2 separate regions of the Macaca mulatta genome follow, and region 2 is linked to region 1. The links are chromatin contacts, called in public Hi-C maps. All regions are on one chromosome and are shown on one strand. The core of a region is the stretch at or near the end of the contact, and the rest is flanking DNA. Distances in the headings are between cores, read along the strand shown. Region 1 holds the start of NLK (nemo like kinase). Region 2 holds the start of LOC144335383 (peptide YY-like).

Evidence for each region. A called contact is a pair of places that touch in the nucleus more often than the background predicts.
Region 2: a Hi-C map of fetal cortex germinal zone shows a contact between it and region 1, with 1.9 times the contacts expected there. The contact joins the promoter of LOC144335383 here to the promoter of NLK in region 1. A contact is called at or near these places in 3 of 14 Hi-C or Micro-C datasets (fetal cortex germinal zone, fetal cortical plate and liver).

What each region holds. Positions count from the first base shown.
Region 1 is chr16:36,728,686-36,735,715 of T2T-MMU8v2.0, reverse strand. It overlaps NLK (nemo like kinase), which reads right to left and starts at 4,316. Exons shown (of 11, transcript XR_013406223.1): 1 at 2,730-4,316. It overlaps LOC106993933 (a long non-coding RNA gene), which reads left to right and starts at 4,663. Exons shown (of 3, transcript XR_001440312.3): 1 at 4,663-4,840.
Region 2 is chr16:36,915,473-36,922,502 of T2T-MMU8v2.0, reverse strand. It overlaps LOC144335383 (peptide YY-like), which reads right to left and starts at 4,603. Exons shown (of 2, transcript XM_077970585.1): 1 at 4,280-4,603; 2 at 3,731-3,955. The coding sequence starts at 4,467. The coding sequence ends at 3,739.

The DNA of each region.
Region 1 (7,030 bases), core at 3,067-5,566:
AATGAATATATGTTTGAATTAAGTGAATCTTATAATACCCAGGTAGTTAGTTATGTGGTGGTTTGAATCAAATGATGTAATATTGGGAGAATATTTTTATGTTCCATTATAATCATTTTAGAAAAAAGTTGTTTCCAATTCATAAGGTACTTCCTAAATTAAAAAGATAGATTCTGTTTCAGTTAAAAAGTAAAAAAAACCTCACTAATATCTTTACCTTGGGTTTCAAAATACTAGTGTAAATCCCTGTAGTTTGGTTTTCAAATCTCTGAACAGTCTTACTTAGGTCATACAACAGTTAAATTTCAAATATAATAAGCAATTCAGACAGCAGGTCATTGACATGTAAATATAAAAATAGAAAAGTATTTGCATACTAAAACATACACCTGGAACTCTTTCTTTTTTCACACCAAATTGTATTTCACCTGTTACAGCTGATGAAAACACTCAATATAGTTAACTAGAAAAACTTGGTTTAAAAAAAAGACCTGAATCACGTGAGGACACAGAAAGAGGGCGGCCATCTACAAGCCAAGGAGAGAGGCCTCAAAAGAAACCAAATCTGTACCTTGATCTTGGATTTCTAGCCTCCAGAACTGTGAGAAGTAATTTTCTGTTGTTTAAGCCAAAACAAAGAAAGACCTGACTAGATCAATTAACCAAGCAGCAAAGATGCCAAAGCACTGTGCTAGGCGCTGAGGAGAAAAGGATTACTACAGTAGACAATCCTTACCCTCAAGGAGCTTACAAGGTTTGTCTTGTAGTCAGTGACACAAGACAAACCTGAAATAAGATGGTGCACAGAGGTGTACTTTAAGTACATGAGACAAACTCCATAGGTGGTAGAGCAGTCAATCAAATAACTCTAGAATGGATTCAAATCAAATATATTTGGGCTTTCATATATCAGAGATTCAGAGTACCCACTAGCAGAACGTTTGCTGTGTGAGATGTTTCAGCACTCCAGTTCTTTATTGCCCCCTTCCTTAAAAAAATAAATAAAATTTAAAAATCTTCCCTTGCCACCTAAGTTAAAACTGCTACAAGTCACATCACTTTTTGATAGAAATGTAAGTGAAAAATGCCTTTTGAATATATTCAAGAATGCTGCAACCCATTTCCCTTTCAGTATCCCTAGTTTTTAGCATTGTATGTAAGGCACTAAAAAAGCCAGCAAGCATCCACATCTAACAGGCTCCAAACAAGTGCTAAAAGTTATTAGTAAATCAATGACAAAATTTAAACCAAGGAACAACCATTTTCCTGTCTGCTCCATCCCCCAACCAAAGCTTGGAAATCCTCAAGAGTTAGGCAAGAATAGGAAGTTCACAGTTAAACCTCTTAGATACTCTGTGGAAGGGACAGAGGAAGGCAGGAACAGGCGGGTCCCTGAGCAGAATGACCGAGGCACCATTACCAGCTATACTCTTTCCCACCTTGAATCCCACACACTTTGGAGAAAGGGCTGCGCTGCAGCAGAAACTTCCTTGGGGATTAGCTGAGAAAATACTGGACTCTACTAGCTTTTTTAAAAAATGGATGAGATCACTTAGTAGCCTAGATTGTCAAATCTGAAATATAAATAAGATGGCCAGTTAAAATGCATAAACGATGCGCCCATCAATTTTAGCCTCAAAAACAATAACGAAAGGAGATATTTACCGGGCCAGTTCCAAAGAGTTCATTTTCCTATGGTAATGGGGGCTTTTCTAGACAGTAACAAGAATCAGTTTTTGAATGCACTGAAAATATCAATTCATCTATCCAAAGTGTAATCATTAGTCCTTGGGAGAAAACCCAGTTCATTCTAGTTTTGACAGGAATAAACATATTTTATTATAAACTACTAATCTTTTTAAGGTTAGACCAAATAGACCAAAATGTTATATTTAAGAAGCCCTTAGGCTTTTACAAATGTCCTAGCACTAGCAAAAGTAGTGTCATTTGTTTAAAAAGTATTATTTCCTACTACAGCAACTGACCAACAGATAATAGGAACTTAAGAGGCACTAAATGACACTAAAACATTACACTGAATGTGGGCCACTGCATAGCTAGTCTACTAACCTCATTTGTGGTACTCATGTGTGATGCTATATTTAATGCATTCTTATCAAAAGGCTACAGCTACATACTTCCCAACTGTAGCTCCATGGTTTAAAATAAACCACTCAAGCAATGATCTTAACTGGTTCAACTATGAATCCTATCTTTCTTCTCGAGATCAAGATCACAAAATAAGGAGTGAAAAGACAGAAGGATAGGAAAGTAGTTATGCAAAGTATATCGTAATGACAAGAGTATTATAAAGGAATTCAGTTTGGATCAGTTGCTAACACTTAATGCCACTGGGCAACCGATCCAAACTAAATCAAACACACGAAATGACCAAGGTCTTTGTAGGAGTTAGTATTCCATACATTCATCTACTGATGCTGTGTTCAGTGGCTTGCTTAGGTTCTAACAGAAAAGTTTGGTAGACAGCAAACTTATGTGTGTTGCTCATGAGAAGGTGCTCCACCAAAACTTGCCATGAGCCTAGACAGCCAATGCATTAGGCCTAGACAGCCAATGCATTACCACTTTAGTGAAGGTGGCTTCCTACAGTTGGGTTGAGAAGCTTGCTCCACCTTGGTCAGCATGGAGAAAACCACGAGGGATGCACTCACCCAATCACAACCATCAGAAGAAACCATGAGAGGTTGTGTTTTTCTTTGGATACTCACCAGACAACACCAAAGGCTCCATATCCAATAGGTCTATCCGGCTCAATATCCAGCTGCTGTTGTGGATGATGCGAGTGCTGATGATGGTGCGCCTTAACTGTAGCAGCTGCGGCAGCCTGTACCTGAGCTGGGGCTGCTGCAGCTGGTCCAGGAGCCTGCCCCGGTGCCGGTGATGGGAAATATGGCTGTTGTTGCCCAGGGTTTAACATGGCTGCAGCTGCAGCCGCTGCTGCGGCTGCCGCAGCTGCCGAAGAGGTGTGCTGCTGTACAGGGTGTACAGCGGCAGCCGACCCCGGATGAAGATGGTGTTGAGGGTGGTGGTGGTGGTGCAGGTGAGGAGGAGGGAGGTGTGGAAGGTGGTGGTGATGGTGGTGGTGGTGACCTGCTGCTGCTGCAGATGTACCGCCATTGTAAGCCGCCATCATTTTTGCGTTGGCTCTTGCGCCACAAAGAGACATTCAAAATAAATGCCCTTTGATTGGAAAGCAAACTGGGTCAAGCTGTCATTTGGCCATTTAAAAATGAAGAAAAACCACTCACTCCACCTCAAAAAACATAGAGCGTAACTGGCTTTATGTCTTCATCAGTCAATCCAAACAAGTTAGAGGATCTTGGTGTTTAATTTTGGGGTGAGCGTGTGTGGAAGGGTGTGGGTTGCCAAAAGGAAAAAAAAAAGGAAAAAAGAAAAGAAAAAGGAAAAAAGGACCCCTTCCCCCCAGGATTCCTGCCACAAGTGGGTACTAAAACTCCATTCTTAATTTGGGGGAGGTTCCAACTTTGAATGTGGGAATAAAGGCCAAACCTCCCGACCCCCTGAACTCCACACACGAAAAGGATCAGGTAACACACCACCCTTGGAATCTTGAAAGAGGGTTGAATCATCTACCCCTTCCATTCCCACATCCTTTTCTAAACACCTACCACCTCCTCAAAAACAGGATTAAAAAAAATTCCCACTACCCTAAATGGAGAAGATGGGGGGAAATTTTCTGGGAAACCAGCTTCCAGCGTCCCCCCCCCCTCGAACTCTCAGGCCTTCCTACATCTCCCCCTACTCCTAGTCAGGTTGACCTGATTGGGGAGGGGGGGGCGGGGGTTCTAAACTTTCCTGGGCAGAATGAGCCAGGGAAGGAGGCTGGAGTGAGGAGAGGAGGCGACAGCAGGACAGAGAGGAGAAAGAGAGGTAGGGCAAAAGTGAAGGGAAGGAGGTGCAAGGAAGAATGAAAGATGTGGGCAGCGCTCGGACGCCTAGACAGCGGGAACCGCCCCGGGAGAAGGTTAGGGTCCCGGGGCCAAAGAATAGGAGCCCCGGGAGGCGGGCGGAGTACGGTCGGAAGCGGGCTGACTCCTGCCCCCGCCGCCGGCTGCTTCTGCTGAGGAGGGTTGGGGGGGAGAGCGGGTGGGTCCCCCGCGCGACGGCCCCTCAGGGCTCAAGGCTGCTCCGTCTCCCCCCCTCCCCCCCACCCGGCTTCCGTCCCCGCGGCCGCTTTCTCCTCAGCCGCCGCGGCCGCTTTCTCCTCAGCCGCCGCCTCCTCAGCCGCCGGTGCCGCCGCGGCCGGACTCACCTCCCCTAGCAAAGCCGGATAGACCGGAGCCAGCGGCGGACACGCGCAACCAGCCGCCGAGGCCCCGCCCCCGCCTTGCACTGACCGGCTGCCCTAGCCAATCCACGCCCACCTGTCCGCTACCGCCTCCAATCCTGGGCCAGGAGCTTCAGACAGGCGCACTGTTCGGCCAGTGGCAACAAGGTGTGGGTCTTCTGGGGAAATCCCGCCCCCGATCCGGGATGGGCAGATAGAAAGACCAATCAAAGGCAGAGTTTGGCTTGACCGACACGGCTTAAAGCCAATGAAAAAGCAAAGATCTTTGTGACATTTTTCTTTCGCCTCTCTCCTCTTTTTTCTTCTTTTATTATTTATTTATTTTTTGGCAGGAGCAGGAAGCTGCGTGCTAATCCCGCCTGCAAAAGCTGGAAGAGAGGGGCGGAATGAAAGAACCAATCATGAGCCAGAGGCAAAGAACAGAGTAACCAATCCTTGGGTTGAAAATGAAGTATGCGGGCACCTGGGCCAGATAGACACTTGACCTGACAAATGGAAAAAAAGATTGATGTAAGTCCCACCCTTTATAGCTCCTCTAGGACAGGATTGTGGAGAATTTGCTGTCATATCGAGACAACCTCTTCCAGGGGCGGGGCTTAGGAAAGGGGTGGGGTCTCAAAGTGGGCGGGACCTAGACGAAGAAGGCGGACCCCAAATCACCACTGGTCCACCGATCCCCGAGCCGTCTAATATACCACTTAAGATGTAAAGTGTGGGGCAAAAATAGGGGAAGAAAAAGGGAATGCTGAGCTTCAGAAAGTCAAGGTCCAAGGTCACTCAACAAGAAGACAGTCACAAAAGAAATTCAGTAGACTGACAGTTCATAGTCTACGGCCGGTCCTCTCCATGGTTAATCCTGATCTTGGCAAAAAGAGGAGGAATCTCCAGCATTCAGAACTCCACTGTCAACAGATGATAAAGTTGTTGGTGCAAATTAAAACAAAAAAGTAAACTTGGCCACAAAAATAATACTTTTCTTCCATCTTTCTTTCTTAACAGGGTTACGTTCTGTCACCCAGGCTAGACTGCAGTGGCACAGTCCTAGCTCGTTGCAGCCTCCAACTCCTGGCTCAAGCAATCTTCCCGCCTCAGCTTCCCAAGTAGCTGGGATTACAGATGTGCACCACCATGCCCGGCTGATTCTTTAATTTTTTAGAAACAGAGTCTCAATATGTTGCCCAGGTTGGTCTCAAATTCCTAGGCTCAAGAGATCCTCCCACCTCCCACCTTGGCCTCCCAAAGTGCTAGGATTACAGGCGTGAGTCACCGCCTCCAGCCTCTCCCATATTTTCTATCAAGTAAGTTTCTGTCATTGAAATCTTACTAAAATAGCATCTTTCCTTTACATCACTTGATTTATCTGAATTTACCCTTCTTTTAAAATGTGAAATAATAAGCTTACAGAACCTTATCCCTACCGAAACTGCATAGTTTACTCAGAAACTTGGAGGTCATCTTCAATTCCTCCTTTGCCTGTCCACGTTGTCCCTTCCAATCAATCAATCATCAAGTCTTTTTTTTTTCTTTCTTTTTTTTTTTTTTTGGTGAAGGGACATGGTCTCTGTTGCCCAGGCTGGAGTGCAGTGGCGTGATCACAGCCCACTGCAGCCTCTACCTGTTGGGCTCAGGTGATCCTCCCACCTCAGCCTCCCAAGTAGCTGCAGGCACACACCACCACACCTGGCTAATTTTTGTATTTTTTTGTAGAGATGGGGTTTTGCCATGTTGCCCAAGCTGAATCATCAAGTCTTAAACAATTTTAAATCCCTCTCACTTCTGCTTCTTCCCAGTCACACAGCATTTACCCAAATTTACACCACTAACATCTTTAACCATTTCCCTGCCTACAAGCTAGCTCTCCTTTGATCCATCCCCCTCTGGGGGCATAGTAAATTTTAAAAAATACAAATCTGAGACCAGGGGCAGTGGCTCACAACTGTAATACCAGCACTTTGTGAGGCCAAGGTAGGTGGATCCCTTGAGCTCAGGAGTTCAAGATCAGTCTGGGCAATGTGGCAAAACCCTGTGTCTACAAAAAATACAAAAATTAGTGGTACACATGTCTCTAGTCCCAGCTACTGAAGAGGCTGAAGTGGGAGGATAGCTTGAGCCAGGGAGGTAGAGGCCGCAGTGAGCTGAGATCCCACCAGTGCACTCCAGCCTGGGTGACAGTGAGATCCTGTCAAAAAAAAAAAGGCTGGCTGTACCCTAAATAGCCTGGCATGATCTGGTTTCCGCCTACCTACCTCAAGGGTCTTATCTCTCCCCTCCACTCTCTACACTTCAGACATTCTGAACTTCCTGCAGCTCCTTGAATGCTTTCAAGCCTTCATGCATATCTTCAGCCCAAAACACTTCCCGCCCATCCTTCACTGCTCTAATTCATCCCTCAGGTCTTCATGTAAATTTTACTTTTTTTCCTGGAAAGTTCTAACTCTGTTCTAGAGTATATGTTTCTGTTGTATATCTCCATGACACTGCCTCCCTCATATCTATATTTTAAGTGCTTGTTGAGTTTGACCAGGGACAGAGAGCTTGTCTGTCTCACTCAGTGTTGTATGCCCAGTTCCTTAGGACAGTGCCTGGCAAAAAAAGAAGACACTTGCTACAGATTTGCCTGAATTACTGAGTGCAGAAGTGGGTACAAACCCAAGCTCTGCCATTTACTTACTCTGTAGCTTAAGACAACTTAACTAACCT
Region 2 (7,030 bases), core at 3,354-5,853, 190 kb before region 1:
CGGCCTCAGCATCCCAAGGTGCTAGAATTCAAGAGTGAGTCACTGCACCTGGCCAAGACGGTTTTTTGTTTTTGAGTTTTTTTTCCTTTTTCTTTTTTTTTTTTTTGAGACAGAGTCTCACTCTGTCACCTAGGCTGGAGTGCAGTGGCACAATCTCGGCTCACTGCGAACTCTGCCTCCTGGGTTCAAGTGATTCTCCTGTCTCAGTCTCAATGAAGAGATAGGACCAATGACTTCTAGATGACATCCAAAGGACATCATGTTTCTAGCGGATAATGCTAGGTGCCCAAATATCCACGTTCTCCTTTCATCATCAGAGAGCTTGAGATGGTACATATGTAGGTTTGCTATATAACAAAAAAAGTCCATTTATAAATAAAAATGTTTTTAAACAAAGAGCTGGAGATGGGCACACAGACACTCAGCTAAAGACATCTCGTAGGTTGTCCTTGCAGCTAAGTGGGGCCATGAGACTAGGCTTTAACCAATAGGCTGAAAGTTAAAGTGATTTCTGCCTTTTGGTTTTTAGGAATGGATGTGCCTGCCTGTGGCAGATTATATTTTTCAAAGATGACCACAAAAATATCTCCTATCTCATGTGTGATTCTACAGTGGGGCCTATGTCCCCTCTTCTTGAATATGTGTGCACTTGTGATTGCTCTGACGAACAGAGTATGGGGTATGATGCCATGTGACTTCTGAGGCTGGGTCACAAAAAGCAATTGTTATGAGTTAAATTGCATGCCCCCGCCCCCCGCCAAATTCATATGATGCAGTTTTAACTCCTACTACCTCAGAATGTGTCCTTATTTAGAAAGAGAATCACTGCAGATCTAATTAGTTAAGATAAGGTCATTCTACAGTGTGTGAGCTCCTGATCCCGTAGGACTGGTCTCCTTATAAAAAGGGTAATTTGGGTACAGAAACAGACATGCATAGAGGGAAGACGATGTGAAGAGACACAGCTCAGACACCTATCTTCAAGGCAAGGAGAGAGGCCTGGAATAGATCAGAAGGAATCAACCCTGGCAACACCTTCATTTCAGACGGCTAGCCTCCAGAACTGTCGTTTAAACACCCAGTCTGGGATTCTTTGTTATGGCAGCCCTAGCAAACTAAATAGCAATGCCACCTTCATCCAATTCTCTGGAAATAAGCAGGAAGCCAGTTATCATGTAAATCCAACTACCCCAAGAATATCATGCTGGAGAACCCACATGTAGGTACGACGGTCAGCAGCCATGGCTGAACTCAACAACCAGCACCAGCATGGGAGTGAGCCTTCTCAGGCATCAGCGCGGTGGATCATTTAGATAACTGCAGATCTGCCAACCTCTGATTGTATTCGCATGTGAGACTCAAAGTGAGAACTGCTGAGGTGAGCGCTTCCTGTTCCTGACCCACAAACTCATGAGTGACATACAATGGTTGTTTGAGGCTGCCAAGTTTTAGGGTAACTTATTATACAACATAGGAACCGGAGCACCTGCCCTCTCCCTTCTCCCACTTGCCACTGGCTGGAACCCAGATGAGATCATGGCGGGCTGTCTTCAGTCCTGTAAATGACGTAGATGAGGGCATGGTGAAGCCACAAATGAGGAGCCTGGGCTTTTGGATGCCTTCATAGAGCAGAGCTGCCAGCTCCCCAGATGTCACTTGCATTTCAGGTAAGAGAAATAAATTTCCATCCTGTTTAAGTCACTGTTAATTCCATCTGTTTTTTTTTTTAAACCAAATCAATATCCTAGTAATATCGTATATGTAAAATGAACAGCTCAGCGTCTAGAATATAAATAAGTGCTTTTTGGAAAGGTAGTTATTGCTATTTCATTATTATTATACTAATAGTAGTTATTAATATTATTACCCTAAACTGCTCAACACTCCTCAAAATGAACATGAGGAGGACCCATGTCACTGATGGTCAATGAGACACGTCCAGCTGCGCAGAAATTGTCTGCGGTCAAGCGTAATTCATACCAGGTCTCTCTTCCATCCACCTTAAACTGAATACAGCTTTCCCAGGCAGACCAATAGATAGGGGATCACGGACACCAACACACAGACACGTCATCCCACTCCCCACCCCCACAATGAGCTGAAGCTCCGGGTAGCCACTGTGTGCTCCCATCCCACCTGTACTATCTCAGGAGAGAAGACAGGCAGCAAAATGGGATGGAAAGTGGGTCTAAGATAATGAGTGGGGAGAGGCAGCCAGAGAAACTAACTCCCTCCCCAGGAAATCAGGCAAGGCTTCTGGGAGGAGGTGACCACTATCCTGAGAGTATCTTCCAGGCTGAAGAGAGGGAAAGGGCTCTCTGCAAGCAGGGAGAGTGGCATGGGCAAAGGCATGGAGCATCAGAATCCACACAGCCACTGACCGACACCTGCCTCCTCAGCCTCACCCTTTCAGCTCTACCTCCAGGGAGGCTGGAGGGCAGCACAGGGAAGGGTGGGTGTCAGAGCCCTGTGGCCCCCTGGGGACCTGTGTCCAAGCAGGGACCTACTCTGCAGCTACGGCAGAGTCAGCTTTAGAGTCTTCTATTCTTCCAGAGCCATGGAACTGCAAACAGTACTTCAAAATCCTGGTCCACGCAGGGATGCCTGCAGTCTTCCTGTCCTTTTTACCCTCTCTGGGTCAAAGGCTTTGGCCTCAACCTGATTCTCCCCCTCATCTCCTAGTCCCCTGCCAGATTTGGGTAGGTCTTGCTGAACTAGAAGCCCAGGAGACATCCCATAGATACAGGAGGCTGCATGTGAGGAAGGAGACATAGGCCTTTCCTTCCTGAGGCCCCAGGAGGGAGACAGGACACAGAGACATAGACAAAACTCTCAGTGAATAGAGCAGAGGCCCTGAGAGCTGGGCAGCCAGAGAGGCAGGAAGAGTGCAATTGGGCAATCGAGGCAAGCTTCTTGGAGGAAAGGGGCAGGGAAGGGTGGATGTCAGGGAAGATCACCCTATAGGCAGACTCTGGAATCGGTGCAGAAGGGTGAGTTTAAACATCCACAGCGCCTTTAGGTTTCAGTATCTAGTCCAGGGGAGGTGGGGGCGGTACATGGGAGGGTGTCCCTATGGCCTTGTCACTAGGAAAGCACAGTTCGTGACTTATCCACTGAGTGTGAATTCAATGAGATGAGAAAGGGCAGTTTTTTAGCGATCGGGCAGCCTCCACATTCCCCATTGCTGCTCTGCTCGGGGAAGGGGGACGGTAGAAATTACCTGCCTCTCCCGCCAGCACACACACACGGCTCTTCCTCCACAGCCCCATCTTGGACCACGCCACCGCCAGCCACTCCAGTCCTGGGCGCTACTAATACAGCTCCTAGGGAAGCGCCCCAAGGTCTTGGTGCCCGGCCCAGCCCCAGCCGTCCTTGGTTTCACGGGGTTGGGTGCGGGAGGGACAGCCGTGTCCCCATCTACTCTGCTAGGCTGCCTAGCAGGCTCCTGTCCACGCTCCCTGCCCCTTCTTCCAGAACCCCATCCATCCCTGCCCCAACTCAACTAGAGTTCCTTCCACAGCAGTCCCTGGTCTGGGCGCTATCCAGCCCCAGGCTGGGTGGTCGAGTCTTCCTTGGGCTCCCAGCAGAGGGAACCCCCGCTCCCGCCCCAGCCTCTATCCGAGTCGGTTTTCGCTCCTCTGGTCCCCACGCCTCCACCCTCCACTTCCACGAGACCTCCACGAAGGGAAAGGAAAGGAAATACAAAGGCACACATTCCGTTTCTGTGGAATTCGCTCTTTATTTTGGGACCAGGGAAGGACCACACACAGCCCTGCAGCTCAAGAGGCGAGGGCACCGAGACGCAGGACTGCGGTACCCGATCCCTGCCCAGATGCCGTCGGGAGGCGGAATCCGGGTTTCCGGGGTCGGGAGTGAACATGCAAATGAGGTGGGCGTGGTCTGCAGATCTCCCAGGAGGCCTCGGGGGTCCTCACCACAGGTCTGCGCCTCCGGCCTGCGGGAGTGAAGGGAAAGGAATCCGATCTGGGGAGGCGAGCCTGGGAGACGTCGTAAGTGATGTACCAGGGTGGGGCCAGACCGCACTCTCGGAGGCAGGATGTTATGTGACTTGACGGGGGCGCTTTTACTGCGACCTGCCCGGCCGGTCCTCGCCGTCTGGGAAGAACGTTTTGGAGAGGCGTGTGTCCGGGCTGTCTTCCCATGCCTGGGGGCGGGGCCTGGAAGGGCGTGGTCAGATCTGACCACGCCCCCGGTGGAGAGGGGCCGCAGGGGGAGAGCCCCAGGGGTCCCGCTCGGCCCACCCCGCGCCTGCGCTCACCACGGCCGGGTGACCAGGTTGAGGTAGTGGCTCAGGGAGGCGTAGTAGCGGCTCAGCTCCTCCAGGGAGGCGTCTTCGCCGGGAGCCTCGGGTTTGATGGGGTGGGCCTCGACCAGCGCCCCCAGGTAGACGAGCAGGGCCAAAAGCACTGTGGCCATGGTAGGCCACGACCTGCGCACCGACACCATCTGGGAAGGTGACGTTGGGGTGTGGGTCGTTCTGAGCTTCGATCCTCCACGGCAGGAGGCTGCGGCTGCCGTCGGGGCCGCGCTCCGGCGCTCTCCCTGGGGCTGGTAGCGGATCAAGGTTCAGCAACCAGCTTGCCGTGTGTTCTCCGGCACTGCACCGTCTCCTGCCTCAGTTTCCTAATCTGTCAGAGGGACATAAGCCCTGCCTGACATAAACCGCCCCCGCACCGCTGCTGCCAGAGAGGTAAATTAGAGAAGAGGGTTGTGCTGGCAACGGGATTCCCGGGGACTCCCGGGCCTCCTTCCCACCTCCAATGGCCCCCTCCAATCCAGTTTCCCACCACTCACCCCCAGCTTCCACCATTCCAGCCTTAGTTTCCCCACAAAACAGCCTGGATTTCCTGGTACCAGACCATGCTTGAGCCCCCAGCCGCTCACAGCGACAGCTTATGAAGCAGATGAGCAGGAGGTAGAAGGCGAGGGAAGTTTCAAGGGCTGCACTGGGTCAGGTCAAGCTGAGTCCTCCTCTGCTCAGGGCTTTCCTTTCCGGGCTTATATCCGCTCCTGGAAAGGAAAAGGAGTCCCACGGGGAGGGAGACCCAGCAGGCGGTGAGCCCTTCTTCTTCCTTCCAGTCTCGCCAGATCGCTGAGCTTACACCCAGCCAGTGTGTGACGTCTCCACCTCACAGGAGCTGAGGGGGCAGCTGCCATGCTCAAATTTGGGGTCCCACTGGATGGGGTACCTAGCCTAAATCCTGTGTTCAGCCCACAGCCCCCCCCTCCCCGCGCCCCCAGGGGGCAGGTCTAGCCTCCTGAGGAAGTGAAGTGGTTGGACCTAGACTCCTGGGGCAGCCCCTAGGACCAGGGATGAGATTCTGTCTTCCTTAGCCTGTTCGCGGGTGGGAGTGGAGGGTGGGAGGGTGGACACATTTCCTCCAGCCTGTGGGATCTGTGACCACTCTTTCCAAAACACAATCATTTTCAGCCTCTGCTCAGTAATACCTTGGAGAAGGGCTTAGGAGTGACAGGACCTCTGGGGGAAAGTCTTTCTCCTGGAGGCAGGGGTGGGAGCACCTGACCTTGGCTCCTGACCTGTAGTTTATGGTATCCTGGGGGAGAGACCTCTCTGAACACTCCATTATATTCTCTCTCCATTAAAGAGTTGGGGAAAGAGGCAGGAGGAGGCAGAAGCCAGTCCCCCCACCAGAAGCAGCTGAGTCGGCTACCTGTGCATCCAGCCTGGCACACAAAGACCCCGGTCCAGCCATGTGTGGCATAGAGCCCCCTCCCCAGGCAATGTCCCCACCCCTATGCAGGTGTCAATCAGGGTACTGGTGACTTCTGGGCCTGAGTGATGCCAAGGCTTCCCAAGCACATGCCACTGTCCCCAGCCCATGGCAGTCTCCACTGGCCACTGAAGCCCAGATCTTTTGAAGGAAAGGACTCATGTTTATTAAGCACCTACTGTGCACTAGGTAGTACATAATTTCAGACATCACAAAACAATGAGCTGAGTTTATCTCCATTTTCCAGATGAGGAAACTGAATCCCTGATGGAGCAGCCAAAGTCACCCATGATTCAAACAGGAAAAGGAGGGTGAGGCAGACCCCAGGAAGAGGACCTCTCAATTGTGAGGGGCAGAAAGGCTCAGCACCCGGAGTAGCCATGTGGTGCAGGAGGCAGGCCTGGGAGCAGGGACCCGAAGGCTATGTCTGGGGCCCACCACCCACTACGAGAGGCTGAGTAGGGGAAGGGCCTCCAGACTGCCAACCCCCTCAAACCCACCTGCCCGGTAGGAGAGAGGGCTGTGGGAAGGTCTCTCCATAAAGCCCTTCCAGCTTCCTCTCCCTGGCCTGGCCAGACTTCCAATACTTCCAGATGTCCCATCAGCCTATGGGGGCTGAAGGGGCCAACTTGTCCAGGTCGCTCGTTCTGAGCCAGCCCCTCCAGCCCCAGGACAGATGGCTGTGGGTGCTATTTTTAGAGCTCTCCTGAGGGGGAGAGTTCAGGGCTCTCTCAGTCACCCTTTTATGGGTTCAATCATGGGCATTCTCTGCAAATGGCTCCTTATCAGTCAGTCAGGCCCCATGGGACTCCACATCCCAGGAAACACCAGGGCGCCCTGCTGAGCATGGAGGTGGAAGAGGACACCAGGACAGGGGATATAGATCCTACCTTTGGAGGAAGGAGAAAAATCATTCTTCTTAGGGACTCCTCATCCAGGGGGTAAGGCACAGCCCTGTCCTTCAAGAACCCGTCTCAAAGGAGAGACATGGCCGTACCATGGGGGATCCTCAATCTGAGGGGTTCCCAGAACACAGATACAGAGAGACAAACAGAGAGACAGCTGTTGTCCTGTTTGGAGGGTGACAGCAGAAATCAAAGAATTCCACTCCTCCATGGAAAGACAAAAGACAGGTGCGCACCCTAGGATGGAGGGAGCAGTGGGAGCTGGTTAGGACATCTGTGATCCCAGGAGTCAGGGCCTACAGAAGGACCCTGCAGGCTAACAGGGGCAAGGATACCAGAGAGTAGGGGGCTGTTTGCTCTTCTGACCCTGCG